Linked DNA regions of Mus musculus: all the other regions are linked to region 1. The links are chromatin contacts, called in public HiCAR-type and HiChIP or PLAC-seq maps. All regions are on one chromosome and are shown on one strand. Each heading gives the region's core, a stretch centred on a gene start, on an enhancer-like site or on the middle of the called end of the contact. The rest is flanking DNA. Distances are from core to core; before and after follow the strand shown.

Region 1 (2,700 bases), core at 18-2,517:
AATAAACGATGCTAATAATAACATCAACAGCACAGGTGCTTTCGCATGACTTAGATGGTGGAAGCTAAATAACTCTTTCACACCAAGAGAGGAAATGAAAATGGAAGTCATATTATTCATACAGAAAAAAATGCTGATTCTGCTATCATATTCCTCTCTGCAAAAATAGACTCGGCAGTCCTCACAAGCCAGCCATGCACTGTTGTCACAGATGTGCGCCAGATTTGCACAGGACATAACTTGGCTGTGGGGGGAAACCTGAATCTTAGGCAAGAAAGAATGCCTGTTCTTTCTTGGAAGAGAATGTGGTGACTGTCAATAAATCTGAATAGCAACTTTAAAGGGTCAAAAAAGCTGGGAGTCCGGTGGTTTTATTCCCACTTTGGGAAGTAATAAGGCAAAGTTATCCCCTCTTCCTTCTTTGCTGGCCACCACGGAAAGACTTGTCACCATCAGGCTCCTTGCTATAACAAAAGGAGGGCAGCACAGACACCAGCTTCTCACAGCCTAGCATTGTCGCCAAGTTCTGAGCACCGCTAAGTGACAGGGGCACGAGTGAGCCAGGACCAATTTTATTCTATTTCCAACCCTCATGCTTTCAAAGAAAACAGACAACCGAGCTGTGGGAGGACTGGAGGGAGGAGGCGGTGGGGGCAAACAAACTTTCAGAGCCCCGGGATCTGCATTCCCGCAGGAACTGACAGCACAGTGACGCGCCCACGGGATGACCTGGGTGGGGATGCAGCACGGAGTGGGGCTGGGGGCCGCCGCGTCCTCGCCCACCTTCTCCCCAGCAGTCAGCGCTCCTTCCGAGCCTGGGCCTCATCCCCGGCCCGGGGCGTGCAGCCGAGCGCAGGGCGGACAGCGGGCCAGGCTCCTCGGTGCCCAGGCCCGGCCGGAGCGGGACCCTGAGAGGTACTCCCCACCCGCCAGCGCCCCCGTTTACCTTGGCCGCACTCCGGCCCCTGCAAGGCGGCCAGGCCAGGCACCAGGCTCGGGAGACCGCGAGGAGGAGCTTGGGCCCGGCGATGCACTGCAGGCCGGGATGAAGTGGCCGCCGGGTCCTCGCCGCCGGCTCGGAATGGACCGGGTTAGCCGAACCGGCCCGGATCGGGCGGCAACGGAGGGCTGAGCTGACCGGGGCCGCGTTTGCTCCTCCGCACCGAAGGGGCGGGCTCAGGCAGGCTCCGCAGGAGAGCGAGGGAGGGAACTTGGAGCCAGTTGCTGCGGCCCAGAGCGCGTGTCTCTGCGCAGCCGGCACGCCCCCAGAGCGCCCCGCCCCCAGCCTACCTTCCCGCCCCACCCCCTCCGCACCCGCACTCTTCCTCCTTCTCCTCCACCCCGCCCACCTGCGCCTTGGCCCCACCCCCATCAGCCCCACGCCCACCCTGTGCCCTACTCCCCCACTGCTCCTAAGCCTTGATGCTCTGGGATGTGACTCTTCCACCCCAGGACAGTGCACATCAGGCTGTGCTGGTTCCTAGAACATGTGGGCAGATGTGATGAGCTTTTCTGATAGCCCCTTCTTGAAGATCTTGCCAAGTCTCCTACCTCACATGTGGTTAGTAATAGGGTTTTCTCCGTGGGCAGGAAGCATTTTAGAAAGACTAAGTATGTTCTAAATGAGTTTTGCTAGTGGGAAGTCTAAAAATTAAAATGCACGTATATCAAAATAACCGAATTTAAAGGAGATTAGGGGAATCACAATATATATTCCTTGCCCCTCCCCCCCAAAAAAAATCTATCAAGCAAAATTTCTCTATTTTTAACCCTTAGTACTATGAAATGTAATGGCATTTGTATGAGTTTTGCGGAAAGGCCATCTATACATATTTAAATTATGCAACTTTTGATTCCCTGTAGTTCAGAAATTATCAACTAAAAATCAGATAGCTACAACAAATCTCTGGCTATTTGCAAGAGTATTGTGTTAGCATGTGATGTAATGCTGGGCTTTGAGTGAAGGTTGGCATGCAAACAGGGTCCTTGTCAGCCTCTATGCCTACTCCAAAATCCCTGTCGGTGGACTGAAGCTATTTGTCATCATTATTATAGCAAACGCAGCCAGTTTCCAGCCCAAACAGACCCCACCTCTGCACTTGCTTGTTCCATTCCTTCTTTTAAGCCTTGCCACTTCCCCACTGTGTGTGACTGAGATGCAAACTTCCATTTGAGTGTCCCGGACAGCCAAGTAAAGAATATCTTTACTCTGGAAATAGAGATGGGAGGAAGGAGGTCATGACCTACGCAGGAAGTATCAAGGTTCTTTCTCCTAAATATGTCCTGTAAGCCTGCAGCAGCAGAGTGTGCCCCACCAGAGAACAAAGGCAAGCCAGAAGGAAACCTTCACTAGCAGGGGAGCCAGGAAAACTCATGTCTCAACTAACGAATCTGCAAAGTGAACTGCACAGCATCAGCAAAGTGAACTGCACAGCATCAGCATGGGGCTTCAGAGGACATGTCCCGCTGAACTGCCTTCTTGCTCTTTCAGTTTTCCAATGGGCTCCGGTTCAAAATGTTGACTTATAAAATCATAAAAGATTACCCTGGGCTTTGGAAATCAGAAACACAACCAGTAGCTTCTAGCTTTTGTGTTGATCAAACCACGTAATTTCTTGATAATGAAGTACAGGTCAAGAAGTCACTTAAGGCCTTTATTTCAGGGCAAAGGCAAGTGTATCTCTGTGAATTTGAGGCCGG
Region 2 (2,700 bases), core at 148-2,647, 720 kb before region 1:
AAAATCATGCCTTCCTCAGTGTTAAACTGAGGGAAACATATTTACATGTCTGACCATAGAGGCACTATCTGAACCAGTACCTAAGACCGTAAAAGAACTGGCCTGCCAGAGGAAATATGGCTGGCTGGTGGGCACAACCAAAGCCTATGCCAAGCACAGGGGAGGTTTTATACTGTATGCTCTACATTTTAAATGCTTAAAATTTTGAGCCATATGTTTACTAATTACATCCTTAAAAGCTAAAATTTTCAGTAAGTGTTGCAACATTTGGCAATTAATAAGTACAAGGAGAACGATTATTAAATGTATAAGTATTTTAAAGTGTGTGGGTGTCTTTTACAGTCTCTGGATGTTTACTACCTAAGAGAAAGTGGCAAAAATGGGGGGAAGTCGGTGAGCCGTGCTCATTTTAAAGGGCTGCTTAATTCAAAAGTGCATCAAAATCTTAATCAGCCCTTTCTTGTTCATGATTTTTAAATCCTCTTTAATAGATCCAGCACAGCTAAAATCTGCTTCCAAAGTTAAGTGACTCTGGCTATAATGGAGTAATTGTTTACTGAGCCTTCTCGTCATTCCATTTCCTTATTTCCTGGTGCAAGTCATCTGATCAGTAATACTTACGTACCACTTAAGACCTACCAGTTTAAGGACCTAAGTTGTTAACAGGATGAAAAGGCATATTTTCTGCTTTGTCCTATCCTCACATCGGGAAAATGAGAGTACAAATCTGCTGAACTATATCACCTTGACATTTCAAAAGTAAGACAATTGACCAGGGCAGCAGCTATTTTCAATATAACTTTCGTTCTTAAACATTTGTTCTCGGTGTAAAGCGTGCGTGTTAAGAATTTAAAACTCTACACTTTCTAAGTAATTTACCTAATGGAAAACAAAACAAAACAAGAAAAAAAAAAGCTATGTGTCGAAGATAGGACGAATACAACAAACGATCCCACACACTCCACGGCTCCATAACTGCACTTCTGAAACTGGAAACTTTCCACGTCTGTACGCCTCCCTCCGCCCCGTATTAGAAGGAAATCCTCCAAGGAGATCTGAGTCACCAGACCTCCGGAGACCGTTCCTGGTGCACACACCCCGCTGCAAGCCCTGGCCCTCCCTGCCCCCTTCCAGAGCAGCGGCTCCGCAGCTAACCGTTGTCACCTCCGGTCCGTCGCGCCCTGCCAGCCGTCCGGAAGCCGCTGAGGACGCCACCGAGTGCGGGCGAGGACCCGGCCAGACCCACCCGGGGCCCGAAGCAGAGCGCCGGACCAGCTCCGAGACCTGCCGGGGCCCGGGACCCCCGCGGCCACTCACCTGCCCCGAGGACCGCGCCGCTCCTGCTGCCCGCTCCAGCTCCACACAACCGAACCTCGGGGCCCGCCCTGCGCGTCATCACCGCCCCCGCCTTCCGCCGCGCAGGCGCAGGCGCACGCGCCGTCCCCATGACAACGCGGCACAGCCCGAGCGACCACCAGCCCACCCTCCCTCTACGAAATCCTCCCAACTCCCGGCTCCAGCCTCGGTTCCCTGGCAGCCCCCGCCGCCTTTTACTACCCTTTGTTCCCAGAACGAATGCTCATTGGCTGCTGACTGTTACTCTCGGTGTTGAACACACACACACACACACACACACACCCTGAAATAAATAAAACCCACATTCTAATCTTAAAAACACGGACTATGTGCTTTCTGAGAGTTGATGGTGCTGATAGGGGAATCCAGATGTTTGGGGTGTACATGAATATGTGAAACTGACAATATCTACACCAGTCCATGGCTGAGGCCATTTCCTAGTAACAGTATATGACATCATTGGCATGCAAGCAATTGTCTATCTAAATTATTCATCATCACAGTCATTTGAAATTTTATCTCTGGTAAAACAATAAGCATTACATGACAAGAGGAATGAAAATGTGATGCTCCAGGGAGAATATGGCTTAACTGATGAACAACTTGTAAAACGAGTTACGGGATGGAAAAGGAAGAAATACAGTTCTATTCACAGCTGGCAAGATTATCTATGTAAACAAAGAGAAAATAAACACCAGTAAGCAGAATAAGCAGCTACAGCAAGGTTGCTACGATACACGGTTAATATACACACGAGTCAATTACTTTCCTATCTGCACGAAATGAGCAATTGGAATTGAATATTAAAAATATATCAAGATAAAATACTTAGCTACAAGCCTAGTTGAATGAATATCTGTGTGAAGGAAAACTCCTAATTAGAATTTCATGCTGTGGAAATAAATAGGTTGGAATGTCGAAAGTCCAGAGGAAGATCACCATATCTTGGGCTAAATCCTGGCCCTCCAGAACAGCCATTCCTTGTTTCCCTGTGTCTAAACTAACATCTTGTGACAATAAACAACAGGTCTTTAGAATCTATTGAATTAGCAGGCAACTAGCTTCTACCAATCCAAATGCTTAGAATGCCACCAGAAAACACCTTGCGTCTTACAGAAAGGTTCCCTGAACCTCACCCCCACTGCCTTGTCCTGCCTCTCTGAAGTAAGCGCCTATGTATTGTAAGCTTGCCTTGACTGATGACTTCCTCTGTCCTGTAAAATGGTGCACGCCTTTAATCCCAGCACTTGGGAGGCAGAAGCAGGCAGATTTCTGAGTTCGAGGCCAGCCTGGTCTACAGAGTGAGTTCCAGGACAGCCAGGGCTACACAAAGAAACCCTGTCT
Region 3 (2,700 bases), core at 112-2,611, 740 kb before region 1:
TTAATGATTTGACACTAATATTCTGTGATCTATTTAGATAAATTCAAAAATATACTTACATTATCTATTGACTTAAGTCTGAGCCCAATTTTTCCATCTTGATCCTTACACAAAATAACTTCACGGATCCCTTGCTTAATTTCTGCTCTCCGAATTCCAGCATCGTTACCTGTCACAGGTGCTACCATATAGTTCACACTGGATGGTCTTGCTACCAACTGCTAAGAAAAATACAAATTTGACAGTATTTAGAAACACAGCAATTAACTGGAACACACTCAGTTACAGTTCTTATAAATATTGCTCCATTAACAAATTCCCTCTAGTGAAGTCTGATTCCCACAATAATGCCAGTGGTTTTCTTTCCCCCATTACCCTTGGATAGAGAAAACTCAGTGACTTGTTACTTAAGTCAACTGGTACCCCTGTGTATGGGATCTGCTGCTGAACTGCATCAGCTAGCAACCACATAAGTGACACCAGCTGTCTCAAAAGACTGCATTGCCCAACGAGGTCATGCGACCTTAGACTGGGTAAGTGCACTTCCATGAAGCTGGTGCAGCAGGGAAAGCAAGCATGAATCATTTCTCAGAAGATATTCTGTCGCCAACAACTACACTGCAGTTTGCCTTGATTTCAAACATATTTTCCTAGAACTTAAACGTCACACTAGACTTTTGCAACTTTCTTTTTTCAGGGATTTTCTGTGATATAATCATAAAATTATCAATTTAAAAATAAGTTAATATGAACAAGGCTTTAAGTCAGGAATGAAATAAAAAGACAACATAAAAACATATTAAACTGCTCTTGACAAAAATCTCCGTGTGTACACATTGGGATTAGGAAAACCGAGGCACCAAGAGCAGGGCAGTAGAACTGTGGCTGATCTCATACAGAAGGTAAGTCAGCTCCAAATGGACTCCCAAAGCCATAACTGTGGAGATCTGCACATAAAACTAGGAGAAAACGCAAGACAAATCTCTCAATGACCTTTGTATGTAAGGAGAGCTACATCCGACTTAATGAGATCCTTCACAGCCGGGGTGGGGCCCAGAGGTGGGTCGTTTGAGAACAGCCTCAAAACCTATCTCAAAACAAACAAAAAAGTTCTTCACAACAAAAGCAGCATTCACCAAACTGAAAGCAGCCCATGGAATGGGAGAAGTTATTTGAAAATCATCATGTAGTAAGTGGCAAATATCCAAATGCATAAATAACTCAAAACTCAACAGCAAAAACAGCACACTCAATTTAAAAATGGGCAAAATGCCTACATACAAGCTTTTCCCAAAGATAACAAGAGGGTGGGTGGGTGACAGATCATTTATCATTAGAGAATCACAGCCAGAGAGATGACATCACCACCCCGTGTGTCAGTGTGCTGGGAACAAGCACAAGACTGACTCCAAGTACTACCACTTCATTGTCAGACTCCATTTAATCATAGGGAAAAACAAAATTCAGGTCCCAGACCCTAGGGGAGCTGGGGACTTCCCGATAGCTGAACAGCCTCCATTAAAAGGAAGCAGCTGAAAGCGTCCAGACATCTCCAGGACAACTGCTCCATGTTGCTGGTGGGGTCAAACCAAGTTCATGTTCACAGACCCAAGAACCTCCTCCAATTGGTGAAAACTCCCTTGCTAAGCCTTTATGTCAAAATATGATTGAGCAATGGTACAGCCCGCCGCACTTCTGCTTTACGCTTTCTTCCTTTAAATATGCCCTACAACATCCTTTCAGGCTACTCAATCAGTAGTGGCTTGATTGCAATAAATTTTGTCACCTACATTAACCTGGTGCTTGAGTCAAGTTGAATTTATGTTGGATTTAAACAGACCCCTCAGCAAGTATTATCTATCAAAAAAGACAAAAGTGCTGAAAAACGCAGGGGAAGGTCTAGGGGAAGGTTTAGGAGTACCCAGCCTTTAACGTAGCCAAGATATTTTAAAATTAACTGAGGGGTGTGTGTGTGTGTGTGTGTGTGTGTGTGTGTGTTCCATCCCTGAATCCAAAGAGTTCCTGGGTGTGTGGCTGGAAGCATGCAACCCAACAAGAGCACAGAGCGGTGTAGCCCAAACTCACTGGTACAGTATACCTTCTGTATAAAGCTGTATAAAGCTGTATACCTTCTGTATAAAGCTGGGGGGAAAAACTAAGTGGAACACAAAAGCAAAAACTACACGGTATGTGAAGTGAATTATGTACTAAGTGAAATATATGCTAAGAGAAATGTGCAGAACAAATTAAGTAAACAAAACGATAGAATAAGAACAGAGTATACCACAGAGCCTTATAAATGCAGATACTTCTAAAGTAACTTCAGATTACCTTCAAAGCAAGAAATGTACAAATGGGGAGGGGACACTTGTATGATGCTCACATAAAGGGATCAAAGTATACAGACCTGGGCAAAGGAAGTCAGATACACTGAAATAATAGCTATAATTGGCTTTTTTTCTTTGTTAGAAGATAAATTTTCTATAAACATAGCAACTAGCATTTTTGTTTTCTCCATGCCTCTTTTTACTTTACTGTTGGTTGACTTTACATTTTTTACTTTAAATTTTTTAAGATTTATTTTTATATAATTCATCTATATGTCTGTATTTGCCACTTCTGTGGATGCCTGAAGATGTCATATCCTCTGGGGCTGTCTTCTGGCATAGCAGCAAGCACTGTAGCCACTGAGCCACGTCT
Region 4 (2,700 bases), core at 13-2,512, 570 kb before region 1:
GTCAACCACTTAAGTCAAACCTACACATCATGGCTAATTTGAGAATCATTCAATGAGTTTCAATAAAAACATTATTTGTAAGCAGATATTAAAAACTTTTATTACATCATCATTTAAAACAACTGTCCTCAGACACTTTCCTAACTGCTTATGTGGCCACCTTGTCTTGTGATAGTGATACATTTTAAAAGTTATGGTGCCTAGAGTATATGTGGATTCTCAATAAAGCATACACTGGAGTCGCTGTCAAAGTCCCCGTCATCCATGCAGGCATTCGATTCTTTGTCCTAATGCACACCTCTGTCTTTTGGAAAACAATTGTGCACAAAAACAGCAGCCATCCTTTTTGTATATGCACCTGTAGGCATTCCATATAATGGATAAAAACACTACAAGAAAAATTCAAATTATTTTAAAGGTTTAGAGATTTTTTTTTCCCATTTTAAAAACAGGTAATGCCCATTTGTTTCCAATGATTAAGGTATTTCTCCATTTTTGCTTTTTTTTTTTTTTTGCACATGTATGTTGGGGAGGAGGCAACCCCAGGATTATGTATGCCCATACGTGTGTGTGTGCCTAGAGGGCTGAAGCTGACCACGACTTCCTGATTGTTCTCTAGTTATTGAAGAAGGACCTCTTGCGGAGTCTGGAAGTACCCAATCCAGCCAGTCTAGTTAGCCCCCTGTTCCAGACAGCACCACTTCTGCCTGCCCCGTCCTGAGACTACAGGTGGCCACATAGCTGCTGGGACTGACATGGATTCTGGGCCTGCAGGTTCTGCTCCTCATCCCTGCTCTACCTACTGATTCCATCTCTCTGGCACTACTTTTCCTCCATCTGAAATTATGTGTTTTCCTGTTTTGTTTTGTTTTGAAGGCAGTTTTATACTGTAGCCTAGGCTGGTCTCCAGTGGTCTTTCCTTAGTGGTAGGATCAGGCGTGTGTGCCCACAGCTGGCTTTAGTAATCTTTTGAGCTACAACTGTTACCCACATTGTACTTAACACAGGAAAAGGGGCAGGGCAGAGTCTGTATAGTGAGAGGAAAGATTCTGAAGTGTTTGTTTTCTATATGACTGAGAAAAATTCTCCAGAGATCTTGTTGCAACAGACTCAAGTATTTAAAATCTTAGCTCTCAGATGACACAGGACTTTAATCCTAGCACTCAGGAGGTAGAGGCAGGCAGATCTGAGTTTGAGGTCAGCATGGTCTACCTAATGAATCCCAGACCAGCCAGGGACTATATAGCAAGACCCTGTTTCAAAGACTACAAAGCAAAAATCCCAGCTCATTTCCTTGCAATAACCAGAGAACCCTGGGTCCCTACAGCACATTCCAGCTAACCAGGAAGAAGTGGAGCCTGCTGCTGGGACAATCCCAGAAGGTAGATGTGGCTACAGACTCAGACATTCCATACAGCCACAGTGTGCAGCTGGGCAGGTATGTGACAAACAGAATTTGTATGATGAGTTTAAGACTAAGCTGAATTTTTCAAGTAAACGTTAACCTGTGTTCTCTTTGCTAGTTGTAATAGAGTTTGATAGTAAACAGAAACAGTGTGTGGAGAGGTGATTTATAAAGAGAAAGCAGGGCTTGGTAGAATACTTTGTGTATGTAAACAACTACTAACACTTAAAAAATGACAGCACTGTCAGGACAACCTGATGTATAGAAAGAAATGAGGAGGTGACTGTAAATCTTTAGAGAATGTGAGAGCAGGGGAAGGGCAGAGGAGATGGCTCAGTAGCTAAAGTGCTTGTCTTGTGGGGTGGGTAGGATGGTTGCCTACAATTCCAGCACTCAGAAGACAGAGACAGGAAATCCCTAGGGCAGGCTAGCCAAACTAGGTGCAATGGTGAACTCTGGTTGTAACTGGGAAACCCTGCCTGAATAAGGTGGAAAGAAACTGAGGAAGATGGCCACCATCACATTCAGGCTTGCCCACCCCAACGCACATCTAACAAAAAGGTATGCATATTCAGTCAAAGTTCTCTCTGAGGAGATTATGCATATGACACAGTTCCTTTTTCTCTGAAAAAGTAAAAATTAGAGACGGGATTATTTCTGTTACACAGAAAGATGCTTGGAAGTGTGTCCTACTTAGTGGGCCTAGTCTCCAAGGCTCACAGGAGATCCTGCGGTTTCTTGACAGACCTTTGCTATCTTAGCATGAAGAGTACACAGTACCATAGAAGAAGGAAGAAGCGAGCTGAGTGGCTTCTGTGAAAGGAAGGTGACAGGGACAGCCAAAACTCAGAGGCCTGAGCTGTGCAGCTGCACATCAGCCTGGGGCCTTAGATGGTGAATGGTGTGTCTGGCTGATTCTGTGTTCTTGACACCAGTGACTCCGCTTCCACTGCCTCCTGCCCCTTTACAGGTCAATGTTTATAGCATAGTTTATAATTGTCCTGCCATTAACTTGTGAGCAGACAATTGTACTGTCAAAGCCGCCCCCCCCCCAACACACACACACACACACACACACACACACACACACACACACACACACACTTAATGTAGATAATCTTAATGAGATTTGGGACTTCTGAGTCAATAAAATCCAGGTAAGGTTTTGGAGCTGGAATCAATGTACCAGGCTGGGATACCTGAGCACCTGTGAGTGGGGTGAGTTTATTTGGCAAGTGAATCTTGGAGACGGTGTGGACTCGGGTAAAAATGCATGTCAGTCCCTCCAAAGAGAA

Evidence for each region. HiCAR-type assays count read pairs that join an accessible place to other places. HiChIP or PLAC-seq counts read pairs in DNA pulled down with a chosen protein or histone mark.
Region 2: a contact with region 1 is called in a HiCAR-type map of astrocytes, with 2.8 times the contacts expected there. The contact joins the promoter of Sdcbp here to the promoter of Fam110b in region 1. A contact is called at or near these places in 8 of 39 promoter capture datasets (the 3T3-L1 cell line, cranial neural crest, embryonic stem cells and 4 more), 3 of 484 Hi-C or Micro-C datasets (embryonic stem cells and olfactory sensory neurons) and 1 of 115 datasets of contacts at active chromatin or transcription factors (astrocytes).
Region 3: a contact with region 1 is called in an H3K4me3 HiChIP or PLAC-seq map of stem cell-derived neural progenitor cells, with 3 times the contacts expected there. The contact joins the enhancer-like site here to the promoter of Fam110b in region 1. A contact is called at or near these places in 7 of 39 promoter capture datasets (the 3T3-L1 cell line, cranial neural crest, embryonic stem cells and 4 more) and 2 of 115 datasets of contacts at active chromatin or transcription factors (astrocytes and stem cell-derived neural progenitor cells).
Region 4: an H3K4me3 HiChIP or PLAC-seq map of stem cell-derived neural progenitor cells shows a contact between it and region 1, with 4 times the contacts expected there. The contact joins the enhancer-like site here to the promoter of Fam110b in region 1. A contact is called at or near these places in 4 of 39 promoter capture datasets (the 3T3-L1 cell line, cranial neural crest, liver and 1 more), 4 of 115 datasets of contacts at active chromatin or transcription factors (embryonic basal ganglia, embryonic forebrain, embryonic stem cells and 1 more) and 1 of 9 other capture datasets (embryonic stem cells).

What each region holds. Positions count from the first base shown.
Region 1 is chr4:5,642,657-5,645,356 of GRCm38.p6, reverse strand. Fam110b (family with sequence similarity 110, member B) reads right to left here and starts at 1,267. Exons shown (of 3, transcript NM_173426.3): 1 at 947-1,267.
Region 2 is chr4:6,364,377-6,367,076 of GRCm38.p6, reverse strand. Sdcbp (syndecan binding protein) reads right to left here and starts at 1,397. Exons shown (of 9, transcript NM_001098227.1): 1 at 1,318-1,397.
Region 3 is chr4:6,382,547-6,385,246 of GRCm38.p6, reverse strand. It overlaps Sdcbp (syndecan binding protein), which reads right to left. Exons shown (of 9, transcript NM_001098227.1): 5 at 60-221. Among named protein-coding and RNA genes, the nearest start is that of Sdcbp, 18 kb to the right of the region's middle. Within about 2 kb of position 1,361, at least 101 of the 459 cell types and tissues checked have an H3K27ac peak or open chromatin away from gene starts, as enhancers often do. A contact at or near this core is called in stem cell-derived neural progenitor cells, where this site is marked.
Region 4 is chr4:6,217,278-6,219,977 of GRCm38.p6, reverse strand. Ubxn2b (UBX domain protein 2B) reads right to left here. Exons shown (of 8, transcript NM_026534.2): 8 at 190-2,700. Among named protein-coding and RNA genes, the nearest start is that of Ubxn2b, 28 kb to the right of the region's middle. Within about 2 kb of position 1,262, at least 19 of the 459 cell types and tissues checked have an H3K27ac peak or open chromatin away from gene starts, as enhancers often do.